Regions from separate parts of the Drosophila melanogaster genome. Here region 1 is linked to region 2. The links are chromatin contacts, called in public HiChIP or PLAC-seq maps. All regions are on one chromosome and are shown on one strand. The core of a region is the stretch at or near the end of the contact, and the rest is flanking DNA. Distances in the headings are between cores, read along the strand shown.

Region 1 (6,809 bases), core at 500-2,999, 260 kb after region 2:
CTGCTTTTTAGGTAGATACAGGTATAAATGATATTAGAAATATTTCGTATTGGAGCTGCTACATTTGTGCATTGTGACGACTTTAAAAGCTACCACAATAGATACTTACAATCTATGCGATGTCCACTGTACTTGCCTCCAATGCGATCGTGAGTCACAAGTGTCTGGGCAACATTGGTCGTCTGGCTGTGTTCGGTTAACTTCGTCAGTATTTTGTTTATGCAACCAATTCCAGAGCCACAAACACTTCTTGTTTGCCTTTCTCATCGTCGGCAGCTGCGAACAGCTCAATTCTCCATTCTTCGCTCTCGTTTCTCATTTCTCGATTCTTAATTCCCGATGCCAGGCGTCAGCAAGTTCAATGGAACCAAGTGACACTTGCAATTGCGATCGCATCTAATTGGCTCTCCTTCGGCCATTGAATCAAAAGTCATTTGGAGCAGATGTGGTGGGGCTAAGCTGAGTGAACTGATGGTTTAATTATTTGGCTCCAACTTTTTCCCACAACGAGACACAAAGTCTTATCTTATCACAGCGCAATCTGCTCGAAGCCAAACAATACAGTAAAACTTCTATAGCTCGAAATGCTAATGTTGAGTACTGTATAAAGAAATATACAATAAATGTAGAAAAAAATAACAACATAATGTTGGCTTCTGATTTGTTTTTATTCCTTTCAATTCTTTAGAAAAATATGAGATATAATCGAGAGTAGTAACGAAATTACTTTTGGATTTAAAAGATACAACTTATTGATGAAATTCAATTGTAGATCCATTGTTATTTCATTTCTTAGAGATACTGAAATTCGCCGTAGGGGTGCAATACTGTAGTTCTTGTATGCTCGAGAGGCAATTGCACTTTAGGCAGGTGGCTACGAGCAATTAGCTGACGAAGAAAGCAGCAAAGCAATCTGACGGCCTTGCAAAGAAAAATATACATAGAAGTAGAGAGAAAGCAGAGGGGGAGAGCCAGAAAGGCAGAAGAGTCCGTTGATGACTCAATTAGAATTCACTTTTACTTTTTACTCATTTTTACCGACGGCTTAGATTACGATCTCAGAACTGAGAACGTGGGAGAGAGAGCGTGATAGAGGTAGGATGAGGGAGTGGAGCCCCGAGAGAGACTCTCTTCTCTTGCCCACCGATATCTAATCAAAACAAATAATGCTTCAGTCCACGGCGGCTTTACTTGATTCATATATTTAGTTCTATACTGCGAGGCATGCAGTACGCTTGCCGTGTGCTGCGTTTAAAAAGTAATAAGTAAATGTTCTGGATAAAAATTTAATCAAAAGACAAATAAGTGCAAGAACAAGAAACTCAAAAGATATAAGCAACATAACTCGAAATTCAGTACGCCTGAGTTGGAAAACACCGAAACCGAAACTCAAATCGAATCTACATATAACCGATACCATAATGAAGCACAAACTTCTGTTGTTGGTGAGTAAATATTTCAGCCATCTAAAACAGTATCCCTATCTTATCGCACATACTTTGGGCTCAGATAGTGGGGATCAGAGAGTGTTTTCCGTTAAGCTCTTTTCCTGAATGTGCCCAAGTGGGGAGACCTTTTTATGAAGCACATCGATGACCTCCTTCCGGACGGCCAGTTGGCCCAAAAAAAAAAACAACAAAATTAGGATGCCATATAGGTTATCGAATCAGATCTGTGTGAGTCAATCAGATGCGTCATGTCGAGATGTTTTCCACTTGGAGATACATCGCATTGGCTTTCAGTTTTCACTCACCGATATCAGTTGAACATGTTTTGCCACAAATTTATCTCAAGTCTTCAAGACACATGAAAGCAGCAATAGTACGGATACCAATCGGAATTTACTTCAAAACCCTAATGAAGATGAACAGAAATCGTGGGGATCGTTGGAGAAAGATGGCCGAGCTCGTATTCTCCTTATGTGTGATTGACAAAGCCGAGGATGTAGTTCTTGATGTTATTATGTTAAAGTTCCTCGGAGAGTAGTTGCAGCGAACCAAACTAGACGCATCTATGTAGAATATGGCTGACCGAATCTACTATATCAATCAATGTTATCTTACTAGAACCCATATGTTCCATAGAATGCTAATGTAAAATATATACTTGATTAATTATATAAATATTTATTGCGGTGTACACAGACCAACGATCGATGACAGAATAATTTCTTTGTTTTGTATATTGACCCAGAAATGATTGATTTAAAAAAAAAAATGAGCACAGTTTTTTAGGTTGACTAAGCAAACTTGTGTCCGTTAACCCTGTCGTATACGTATTTTCTTAGTATTCAATGCAATCAATTATGTGTGGGCAATTAGCAGTTAGACTGTTCCTTAAATGAAAATCAAGTTACTTTTGCTATATAAAATTCCTATAAAACATTGCATTGGTATTCGCTACACGTCTCAGCTTTTTAGAACTCTTGGATGCAGCAATGCAATTATATTAATGGCGCCAACCTTACTGGTTTGCAAAGTACTTTCGTCTGTCTGAACACTTGTACTTCGTGGCAATCGTGACATATGAGAAGCAGCTTCAAATCAGACATACAACACTCTGTCCATGGTCAGAACGATGGAAAATGTGGCGAAAATTTCAAGGGACACGTGCATATTACTCAGGTTGTTTTTCCGAGAATGTTATAATCTCCCTAAAGTACTTTTTTTTTTGAGACGAAATGTAGCAAAGATCCCCATTTGATTTTTTATTAAAAATTGAGGAAATTCCAAAAACAATCCAAAAAATATTTAAATTAAAATTTAAAACTCTTGTAAGATTTTAACTAGATATATTCCACAATATTTCGAAGGAAACGGAAAGCACTTAAAAATTTATTTTGATTTATATATGCAATTGTATCATTTAACTCAAGCGCTTATTATCATTTAGTTCCTTGCAGGAGCGGCTTTGCTCCTGGCCACTGAAGTTCGGAGCCAACATGAGGACATTCCGTACCAGCCGGTGAGCAACATCTGCCAGACGTGCCTGTGCCTCAGCACCCAGGATGTGGATCATCGGACGCACTTCAACCTGGACTGCTCGGTGAGGAATTTCGAGCACATCCTGGCCCGCTGGCCGGAGCAGTTTGGCAGCCAGGCGATTGCGTCCGGAGCTGCATCGGAGATTGTCGTCTCGTACTCGGGCAATAGGATCAAGTTGCTCCAACAGCTGCCGGCCACAAATGCCAGCTTAACTCTCTCCTGCCGCCACTGTGGCCTACAGGATCTGCAGGCTCCGCTGTTCATGGACGTGCCCAATGTGCAGGCCCTTTATATCAGCTGGAATGATATAACTGACGATGCCTTGGTGCCGGATCTCTTCAGGGGTCCTTTCCGCAACACTCGCTACGAGCCGATTGGTTTGCGAGACCTGGACCTGAGCCACAACCGGATAGTTCGACTGGATCGCCGGCTCTTCGAGCACACTCCCCACTTGACCAAGTTGAACTTGGCCTACAACAAGCTGAGTTCCCTGGATGAAGCCACCACAGCCTCCATTGGATCGGTTGCTACACTGCAGCGACTGGATCTCTCGCACAATGGCCTGATGACTTTGCCAGCGCAGCTTTTCTCGAAGCTCACAAGCCTCCGTTTCCTGGACGTCTCCGGAAATGAGTTTTCCACGATGCCAGCCAGCCTGCAGCTATTGGGCAAATCTTTGGTTCAACTCAACTTGGCGGGAAATGCATTTCTCAGCTTGAAGGAGAATAGCCTGCAGGGCTTGGTTTCCCTGAAACGACTGAATATAAGTAGCATGCCCTCCCTGCGAAGTCTGGAGAAGGGTGCTCTGAACTTGCCTGCCTTGGAGCACCTAGATTGCTCTAGGAACTCGAAGCTGGAGCGCTTGGAGTTGGCCGATCTTCTGAGCAGTCGAAATTTGTCGCAGTTGGACTTGTCCTGGAATGCACTGACTACTCTGGTTATCAATGCCACCGGTTCGAGCAATAACAGTAGTAATTCTACGAATGAGACCTGGCCACGACTCCGTCGCATGAGCATCTCCGGAAATCCCTGGTATTGCAGCTGCGAACTGTTCAAAGCCCTGGAGCTGATTGGACTGAACCACATCGATCGGGAATGGGATGGAACTGAGGCGCGTTGTGAAACGCCATACCTTCTGGCCGGATCTCCGCTCTCCAATTTGACAGCCGAACGTATTTGCAAAATGGTGATACCCAAGAAATATCGCGAGGTGGACGAGGAGCCACCGCGATTCCTGCGACGCCACTACATAATACTCACCGCCATTATAGCCAGCATTGTCCTGGTAATTGGTCTGGTCATCGGATTCGTCGTGGTCTGTGTGCGCCGACGGCTCAAGGGCAGCGATTACGGAGTACAACCCATCCGGTACACCAGCGTTAGGGGCAGCAATCTGTCGCAGTTCTCGCAGCTGCAGCCCGTCTCGGTGGCCAGCAAGTTCAATAATGTTCATGCCGGGAGCAGCAGTGGGGTGACCACTGGTGCTGCCAATGCCTAACACGGTGTTAAAATCCTAATACGGTTCAAATTCCGAGCTAGCTGCACAAGTTTCGAGCCAAAGATGTCCACGACAGTGACGCGATCCCAACCGAAAGACTTCCTGTGCGTGCTATCCTGTACATATGTAGGTGCTCCCTGTATTAATTTCCACAAAGGAGCTGATCCCATTGCCAGTCCCTAGACCCTAGTATTTAGTGAAGCCATCGATGTTTGTGTATTGTACTTAAGATCCGCACATTAGTGTGTAATAAAAGATTTTTAATTTCAATTACAGTTCTTTACATAGAGTATACATATATCGGTAACGTGATTGCCAAACTTATGTTTTTTTTTTAACAATGATTTTTAATTAAAAGTGTAATTAAGTTCCTTAAACGCAAGTGTCAAAACGAATTGCCGATTCAAATAGTTTAAATGAATTTTTTCCAATTGCTTTCACATATGTATTATGTAGAGTTGGCCTACTTAATAACATTTATTCATTGCTTTGTTTTATTTTGTTTTGCTATGTTTTATTTAGTTATAAAAATGGTAGGGAACATCAAAACGAGGAACAACCGAAAGGCAGAAAGTTGTGTTCGGGGTGATGTGGCGTCGCTTGGCGAGCGGTCTATCTCTCCAATTGGCTAGATAAATGATAAAAGCTTAAACTATTCAGAGCAAATATCCAGATAACAGGCTAGTGAACAACAAAACAAACAGCCAGCCAGCCCGTCTAGCATTCACTTTCAAGCAGCTCCTCCCCACCGGCGGCCACAGGTGGTGGTGGTAGCTTAAACAGATTAATAGCCTGCTTCTGAGCAAGAAATTGACGCATTTCAGCAAAATTATCACGCTCCTTGTGCTGTTTGCTGCGTCGCCTGAATGCCTCTTCGTCAGCAGAGTCCGAATCTGAGTTGCTGGAGGATTCGTAGACAGGTAAGGGTGCGGCATCCGCCAAGCGATTGTCCTCCTGCTGCTGCTCGACTCTTTCCATTTTGCCAAACAGCTCGTCCACATTTATGCCCTTAGAGGCCAGAACCTCACGCTCCTTTTCCAGCATAACTTGTCTGATGGGATCGATGCGATCTTTCAGCTGTTTGAGGACAGGCTTAAACCTTCCCTTGGTAATACGCTTCTCGAAGTTAAGCAGTTCCTTTTCCGGCGAGGGAAACGGTGCATTCTGCTCAGCTTCAAAGTGCTGCTCCTCGTTTTCATCGTACATGTATGCATAAAAGTCATCCCTCTGCTGCGGAGCATCCACGTTCTGCGAGAACTCAACCCTAAGAATGCTCTCGGGGAATTCATCGTCGAGATCCTGCTTGGGCTTCGGCAACTCTCCTTCCAAATCCAGCTGACTGTGCAAGAACTTGTTGTAGACCAGCATCAATCGCTGGAAATCATCACAGCAAACGGCCAAGGCATTTTCGATGCCATGCATATTATTGGCCACAGCCACCAGCTCCTTGGAGTTGTTCTTTTTTGCCGCCTCTGTGACAGTGAGTTTTTGAAGAGTCACGTCCAGAGCTTGACATTCTGCGGCCACGGCCACCATGCAGGCGCTTAGTTTTAGCGAGGAGTGCTGCAGCACAGCAATTGGTCCACTCTGCTGTTGCTCTGCTCTAGTCGCATTCAGCTCAGCCAGTTCCAATTGCTTCTTGTTCTGCAGGGCTAATGCTAGATTACTGAAGTGCTGCTCCTCCTCTTGTACCAACTGCCTCACCAGGCTGTCGATTTTCACCAGATCCTCGCTCAGCTGAGAGATCGAGGGACGAGTTGTGATGGTGAGTGCCAGCCGGAGCAGGTATTGTGACTGCACATAGGCGAAGATGTTGTGAAAGTCCTAGAATAATTTTATAATTAGTAAGTTAGATGAGGAAGTTTAATATAAATTATAACATTTTGAGTGTACCAAAAGAAAAGTATATTTACAGAAAGCATTGGCGTATTACCTAGATAGATAAAATAGATTGTAAGCTCTACTTATTGTCTGATTCGCCTCTAAAAGCAATTAGCGACTACAAATTGTTTATCATTTATTTGTTATCAGTTATCTGTTGAATGCGTCATTAAAGATTACCATATGCACTTTAAATTCATGATATGGGCGAATAGTGGATACCATTTGATACACTGTGTATCAAGCATAATAATGAAAAGCCAGTTTATATAAGACTTTATACGACACTAAGCAATTCTGAAGTAAATAAATATGGATATAGATAAATCCTTCTTACTTTTATGTGCTTGGGACTGTAGTCCGTGACATTGTTCTTGAAGTACTCGCACTCCCGCAGTTCTTCCATGGGCGCATAGTAGGCGCTGTACTTTGTCGGCAGGGGATAG
Region 2 (7,059 bases), core at 3,855-6,354:
GCTGCTGGTGGTGCTGGCGCAGCTGCGCCACCTGCTGACGCTTGAGGGCGGCGGTACCCTTGCGCATCGCATGCAAGCGACGCCTGTGGTGATGCGGATGCAGTTGCAGCTGTCACTTTGCCTCCTCGCCGGCTTCCAATAGATTGTTGCTCCCATTGTTGGTGGCGGCCACCGCCGCCGAAGACTGCTCACTGATGCCGACACCCTGCTGCTGCTGCATTTGCTGTTGCTGCTGGTTGAGCGCGTGGACGTGCTGGCAAAATGCCTGCAGCACCTCGAAGTGGGTCATCAGATTCGCTGGCTGGTTGTCGTAGTGCAAGTGCCGGGTGATCGGCGCATTCAGCCTACGTAGCATCTCCGTAAACAACTTCTCCTCCTTTCTAATCCAGGGTCGGCGATCATCCTGCACCTGGTAGGGCGTCAGGTGGACATGGATGTTCATGCCTGCTTAAAGACTCCCACTCGTTAGTTGACTCAACTTGGCATTTACTCTCTCTCCACTTACCCATCCGCGTTAGTGTTTCCAGCAAGCTACGGGACGTGATCCAAGTGTTCTTTTGGCCCCCATGGCCGCCATCCAGCCAGTACATGTCTGAAATCCGGGAGAGAAGGCGGCACATGCTGCTGTCGTCGGGCGTGAGCGTCTTAAGATAGTGGAACTCGTAGATGAACTATAAACAAAAAAGAAAGTGCAGATAAGTATGGTCAGTTGGGTATGGGCCACAATCCTCAGATACCGATTCAGCGTTTAGATTTATACTCTACACGCTCCATCGACACTTCTGCATAGGATTGAAGCTGGCGTATTGGCGAGTGGATCAACTAGGTAACGAACCAAACGCGACTCACTTGATTGAGCACGACGCAGCCCTTGCTAAAGCCAATCAGCACCAGCTTGGATTTGTCCAGATTGAGGTTCTCCCGCCACCACAGCGGATTGCTATCGCTGCTTGCCGTTGATGTGGAGGTGCCCGTTGCCGAGGCTGTTGTTGCAGAGGCAGCGGAAGCCTGCCTCGTACCACAATCGTTGTTGTAGTGCTCCACATTGTTGGTGGCATTTATCGCCGTTGTGGGAGAAGTCATCTTGATGGCTGCCGCCGTTTGCTGCTGCTGCTGGAGCTGCTGGTTGTTCACTTGCTCTTGGTGGTTGTTTACACTATCATCGTTACCGCCACCACCGATGTTGCCATTATTCCCGGATACATTGTTCACTGCCTCTGGCACTTCGTTGCCAACTATCGGAAATATTACTGCCCCATCCGCGTCCACTGTGATATTCTCCTGCACCTGCAATATATCAATGTCCATCTCCTGGCTGCTGTCGTTGGCCGGTGCCGATTGTGAGTTGGACTCCGAGGTGACCGTGGCGTTGGATAGCGTTAAAGCTGCGGCCGCAGCAGCAGCAGCCACTGCCGCCGCAGCAGCCGCTGCCTGGGCGGCCTGATCCAGAATTTCGTTCTCTGGTATGGAGATCAGGCGCTGCGATAGATTCTGAAGCAGTCTGTGGGGATAAACAATTGTTATTAATAAGAGCATTCTTGAATTGTACACTATGAACTTACTTTTCTAGATGCTGGAGGGCATGGTTCATGGGCGTGTGATCCGGAACTCCAGCGTTGTTGCCCCGAACAAAATTGTCAAAGCAACTGAATGTCTTGAACTCCATGCTGCAAATGAAAATGCGTTTATATTATTTATAAATTATTATTAAAATATGCAAAAACTAACCGCACGGGCCGGATGACGATGATGTGTGACCGGGGAAAGGCCTCGCGCAGAAGGATGGCCGAGTTTTCGAGGTTGTACTTCATGTAGCCCCGACTGTCACGGTTCGTCTCCATGCTCTCCGGGAAGTCCTGCACGTCCCCACCAAAATAGATTATGGCCGTGGAGTCCTCCGGCACGTGCACCGAGTGCTGGCGCACGATCGGCGGGCAGTAGACGATGTCATTGGCCCGGTTCTGGAATCCGGCCACGGAAAAGATGCGGAATGGGCCGGCCGAAGTGCTTGGCGTGCACAGACGCTCCCCGCTGCCGCCGCCAAGCATGCCCTCGAAGTTACGGATCCGCTCTTGCAGTTGCAGGAATTGATCAATGGTGAGCTGCGGGATCGAATCGGTTCATGGGGGATTACTTTACTTGGTGGGCATTAACCAATCACAGCATCATTTTCACAGCTTCACACACAAACGCTCTTTTTTGAAAACTTTCACAAATCAATATACTTTCGAAAGTTCTGAATAGAATAACTGATGATATAGACCACTTCTGTTACAGAACTATAACCCTAAAGCTAAATACGATCTTCTTATAATACACTTGCTTTTTCTTTAGTTCCATCAGAATAGAACCATTTCGGATTAGTGATGAAATATAAATCTAAATAAGGGACGTCCTTGTTTGAAACCCCTCCTAACAACCTCTTCTTATCCTAGTAGTAATCATCCTCGTACGCGTCCCTAGGATTCCCGCAACAGCCAACGAATCGCAGCCTGGTGTCCTCCATGCAAAGTTTGGCGTCCTCGCGCATCTCGCGTGCCTTTAGGCGCACCTCTTCGCGCATCAGGTTGCGACACATGGCCACCAGACCCATGCCCAGCAGCATGTAGACAAAATTGATGGCCAATTTGGAGTGCTGATCGGCGGCCACGGACTGTAGCTGGGCCAGCTCGGCAGGATCGGCTGAAATGTCCTCCTGCAACTTTTGCGTCGCTGCATTCACATCCGCACTGGTAGTCAGCGAGGCACCGGGCACAAAGTCGCCAAATCCAATCTTGCACAGCGAGGTCATGCAGAAGTAAAAGCTGTTCAGTAAGCTCCACTTCTCCCAATTGGCAAACATCACGGTGCCGGTGAGAACGTAAAAGAAAATGACCCACAGGCAAGCGGTCGACGGCACAATGACCTTTTTGCGTGTCATGCCAACACCACCCTCAAGGGCGTCCATTCGATCCAGGCGCGGGTGCTCCTGGGTGCAGTCGTGCAGTGATCGGTAGAGGAACTTAAACGATCTGGCCAGCACTCTGCCCATGTTGAGGAAGTACAGGATGTAGAGCGGTATGCCAAAGGTGGCATAGATCACGGTGAATCCCTTGCCCCACGGAGTTCGTGGCACCATGTTGCCGTAGCCAATCATGGTTATCACCGACAGGCAGAACATTAGGGCAGCCGGAAAGCTCCAGATCTGCTCTGGACTTCTGCCCACATAGCCGTGTTTGACAACTCCGGCTATTTGCGACTGGTACTCCCTCAGTACATCGTTCGTGGCCTCCGTCCAGCGTCGACGATCGATTATGTTGTGCTGCTCCGTGATGCTCCACAGCTGCTGGGAGCAGTTCTGACGCAGCTCCATCACATGGCCAGCCGTCTCGTCCACAAACTGGCGCTCGATGTGCATGAAGGCGAATGCTCCACAGATGGCATAGATCACGATCAGAGCGCCCACGCCCACCTGGGTGCACATAAAGGTGACGAAGTTGCGGCAGCAGCGTTTCACCCTTTTCCTCGGCTGGTTGCTCGGCGTAGAGGAAACACTCGATGGCCCCCCTCCCATGCCTACAGTTCCGCCGGGAGATGGTTTCCTCTGAAATTTGCTGGCCATTTTAGTCGCACATGGATTATATAACCGATTCCACAGATTCCGGATATCTCCCTTCTGGTCGAATGGCCTTTGAGCCCGACGATGTGCAATTAATTGGACAGTTATCGATTCTCAATCTGATTTAGAGCACGGCGGCGAGTGTGGAAATCAGCAAGTTGTCTAAAAATAGACCCACGCCTTTGCACGGCACATTTTCCACAAGATCAAACGTGAGATTTTCCCGACTGCACAACCGATCAGCGCGGGCGCCAAAATTCAACTGGTGGAAATCTGTTTCGAGGGAAAATCTACCAAGACTCGGAGAGCAAACGAGCGGAAAAGCCAGTGGAAAGCCGAATGAATCTATGGAAAACAAATATTGCGGCTCAGATATTTATGCCAGCAAGTGCCCGCGGTTCTAAATCAGGCCATTTACGTCAAATTTATGGACGGGGCAATTAAGACATCACTGTGGTACAGGTGCAATATGCAACAATATACAATAATCTGTACTGAAAAATAGTTACGATTAAGCATCTTATTATCATATAGTACTTCAATTAATTGATAACGATTTTGTAGAAATTTCATTGAAATAACTATTGATATGTTAGGATGTCATAATAACTAATGAGTAATCATTAGGTTTTTATCATTTTAGTACAGTGAGTACAGTACAGAGAGTATTGAATTGGAGAAAACTATTTAATGTAGCTATTCGTATGGTCCTAAATCAAGATTTAACCGATTTTATCTTGGCAAAACTAATTCTGCAAAGTTATCTGCTTGGAATAAAAGTGCTGATACACATATTCCCCTGACAATTTCCTGCAATTAAGCAAATCCGAAAGATACAGCCTGGTAGTGTTGGTCATAAAATTTCGGCACTTTGATTGACGACGGGTGTGTGTGGTGGAGCAGACGGCGCGAGAGCTTTTGGGAATCTCGGAATTGAAAACGGAATCAGAATTGGGCGCTATTTTTACGGCGCGGCGATAAATCAAAACGGGAAAGAGCATCCGCCATCGGGTAACAACAATAAAACGGGGCCCCCCAAACAAACTATACGTAAATATAAACAAAGAATTAAAAAACGAAAGCAGAGAACGCACTCACACACACAGACTCATACACGCACGCACGCATAGGCGGCTGTGCTGATAGAGAAGAAGAGGAAGAAAGATCAAATACGCAAAAACGGGGGGTGAAAATGCGTAGCGAAGAGATAGATTTTTTCAACACCAGCGCACTCGCATTCACACACACAGACACACACGCACGCTAACTCGCTGCTGCTGCTGCACACTCACACAAACACAGTTGAAATTTCACAAAAAGTTTATGCAAAATTTTCCGGCGCATTGCACTCTGCAATTACCGTTGCAATTCACCTGCACTTTTCCGCTACTTACGCTGTTTATTCTCGTTAATCGTTGCGCGTGAAAATTTTGGCGTTCTGGCTGCTCTTCCCGCGTATTTCCCGTATTCCCTCTTCGTCTGTTTTTCTTTTATCTTGCGTCTGTGTTTTCGCGACTAGAGCAGCCAGAACTATCGATGGCACTATCGGTGTTTTGTATCTGTCGATAGTTGCGGCTATATGGTGGGGAGCGCATAACCAACACCTTATCTATTTCTTGGCCTTTCTTTTTTGCACATATGTACAGTATTTTTAAAAAGTTTTAAATTTAAATTTGTTCTTAAGCGCCTAATATGTATAAAATTGCTACTTATCGATAAATCAGTACACAAATCAATAGGTGGTCACTCTGACTACGGAAAAGCGATTGTTAGTGTGCCCAGTCATCGCGATTTGTATAATCGATGAGTTGCATATAAGGTGGCAACTCCAAATATTGGCGGGCTCGACTTAAATATTCAAAAATAGAGACACATCGAAACTATCAAGGAAATGTGTATTTAACATTAAGATATCGAATTATTGCGACATTAAAAGTTTTCACTTAACTTAATTTATTTCCTTTTTCTTTTTAAAATATTAAATTGCTACATTTCCTACCACATTATTGTTAATCTATATTTGCTTCTCAAGTTGCAAATAAATGAAATGAAAATAATTAAATCTATATATCAAAACTTGAAGTTACTTCTGTCATTAAATAGTTGTTTGATTTAAGCGCCCGATTCAATATTTTACAGCTATGAAATCCTTATACTCCTCTATACTAGAAAATAATTGTGGTATAATTTTAGTTTTAAAACAAAACCAATAACTTCTTTTAGTTCGCTTAATAGTTAAAGTTAGTCAAAAATAAATTGTATGTTTTATTTTGTAAGAAAAACAATTTTGAGTGCAATAAATGTTACTTTATTTTCCTTTATTTCATTTTATATTGTAAAAGGCAATGCTTGTTGTAAGTAAATCTTAAACCTATAAATTTTTTTTAGATTTTTAAAGCGCGTTCTTTCATTGGAGTTGCTCCTTTGATTCACTACATCGATGCTAAGACATCGAAGTAAATGTACTTCTACCTGCAAAACCAAACAATAGCTATTGAAATACCATATAATTTAGCTTACCGAGTCTGACCAATTACTTACCCCGTCACCGAAAATGGCAATCCGCAGAGGTTTTTGTAGCTGAAAAATGCAATTTCCGCCCACAACTCCGACCCAAACCCCAAATCCAAGGGCTCCGAACCCAAAATCGAACCCAAACCTAACGATTTGAATTGTGCTTCCAAGGGAGGGACGAGGTCATGAAGGGCAGAACATGAAACGAGTGTTGTTGATATATGTAATAATAATAATCATAAATTTTATTTGGTTTTATTCGCTGTTTCGCTTGACATTTAAATGCTGCTAGTGAATTATATTTTGATTTTAATTTGAATAAATTTGAAATATATATATTTGTTGCTTGATATATATATATATATAGATCTTAATGGATTGATTTATTTAAACTGGTAGACGACGAAAACTGTTAATAATATTTTTCATTGCTGCCGGTGTGCCGTGTGATTTGGCCACTGCAACATTTGTATTTGCATATTGATTAATTGAGTTTGTAACTGTAGAGGAAAATAAATTACAACTCGCTGTTGTTTGTTTTTTTTTTTGTATTTGCGCATGACGATTGCGGATCGTTTGCCATCTGGTAAATATAGTATATAGTATATTCCAGACCCGATTCGACAGAGCAACCCTATATCCCCCGATCTTTGGTGGCTCTCCTTTCAATCGGCCGATTACAAGTGGATGTATAAAAATATTTCGTTTTATGATTTATGCTTATGTTTGGAAAAAGGTTAGAAAAATCCAGCTAGACTCCTTCTTTTTTAGCTTTCTCTAGTTGTTTGCTTTTGGTTTCTGACTGCTTGGTTTCGTTTGTTTTTGTTTTTTGTTTATAATTTCATATTTATTACATTTTTGGTACATAAATCTGTGTGTAGTAGTGGTTTGCCTTAACATCTGTGCTATTTTTTGTTTCTTGTTTTTTAATTTTGCGGTAGTTTATT

The links. HiChIP or PLAC-seq counts read pairs in DNA pulled down with a chosen protein or histone mark.
Region 1: a Psq HiChIP or PLAC-seq map of the Kc167 cell line shows a contact between it and region 2, with 2.6 times the contacts expected there. The contact joins the promoter of CG31230 here to the promoter of CG31122 in region 2. A contact is called at or near these places in 11 of 107 Hi-C or Micro-C datasets (the Kc167 cell line, the ML-DmBG3-c2 cell line, the S2 cell line and 5 more) and 2 of 6 datasets of contacts at active chromatin or transcription factors (both in the Kc167 cell line).

The regions. Positions count from the first base shown.
Region 1 is chr3R:18,669,930-18,676,738 of dm6, forward strand. CG31230 reads left to right here and starts at 1,750. Exons shown (of 1, transcript NM_169830.2): 1 at 1,750-2,165. The coding sequence starts at 1,807. The coding sequence ends at 1,986. CG7702 reads left to right here. Exons shown (of 3, transcript NM_169829.2): 2 at 1,209-1,445; 3 at 2,893-4,750. The coding sequence starts at 1,422. The coding sequence ends at 4,482. dind (diamond) reads right to left here. Exons shown (of 5, transcript NM_142484.3): 4 at 6,701-6,809; 5 at 4,697-6,306. The coding sequence ends at 5,200.
Region 2 is chr3R:18,407,770-18,414,828 of dm6, forward strand. It overlaps CG31122, which reads right to left and starts at 5,105. Exons shown (of 6, transcript NM_001369998.1): 1 at 4,993-5,105; 2 at 1,729-2,102; 3 at 1,563-1,667; 4 at 850-1,501; 5 at 506-671; 6 at 1-444. The coding sequence starts at 2,048. CG10864 reads right to left here and starts at 3,862. Exons shown (of 1, transcript NM_142469.2): 1 at 2,311-3,862. The coding sequence starts at 3,601. The coding sequence ends at 2,432. It overlaps fru (fruitless), which reads right to left. Exons shown (of 8, transcript NM_079673.3): 8 at 6,504-7,059.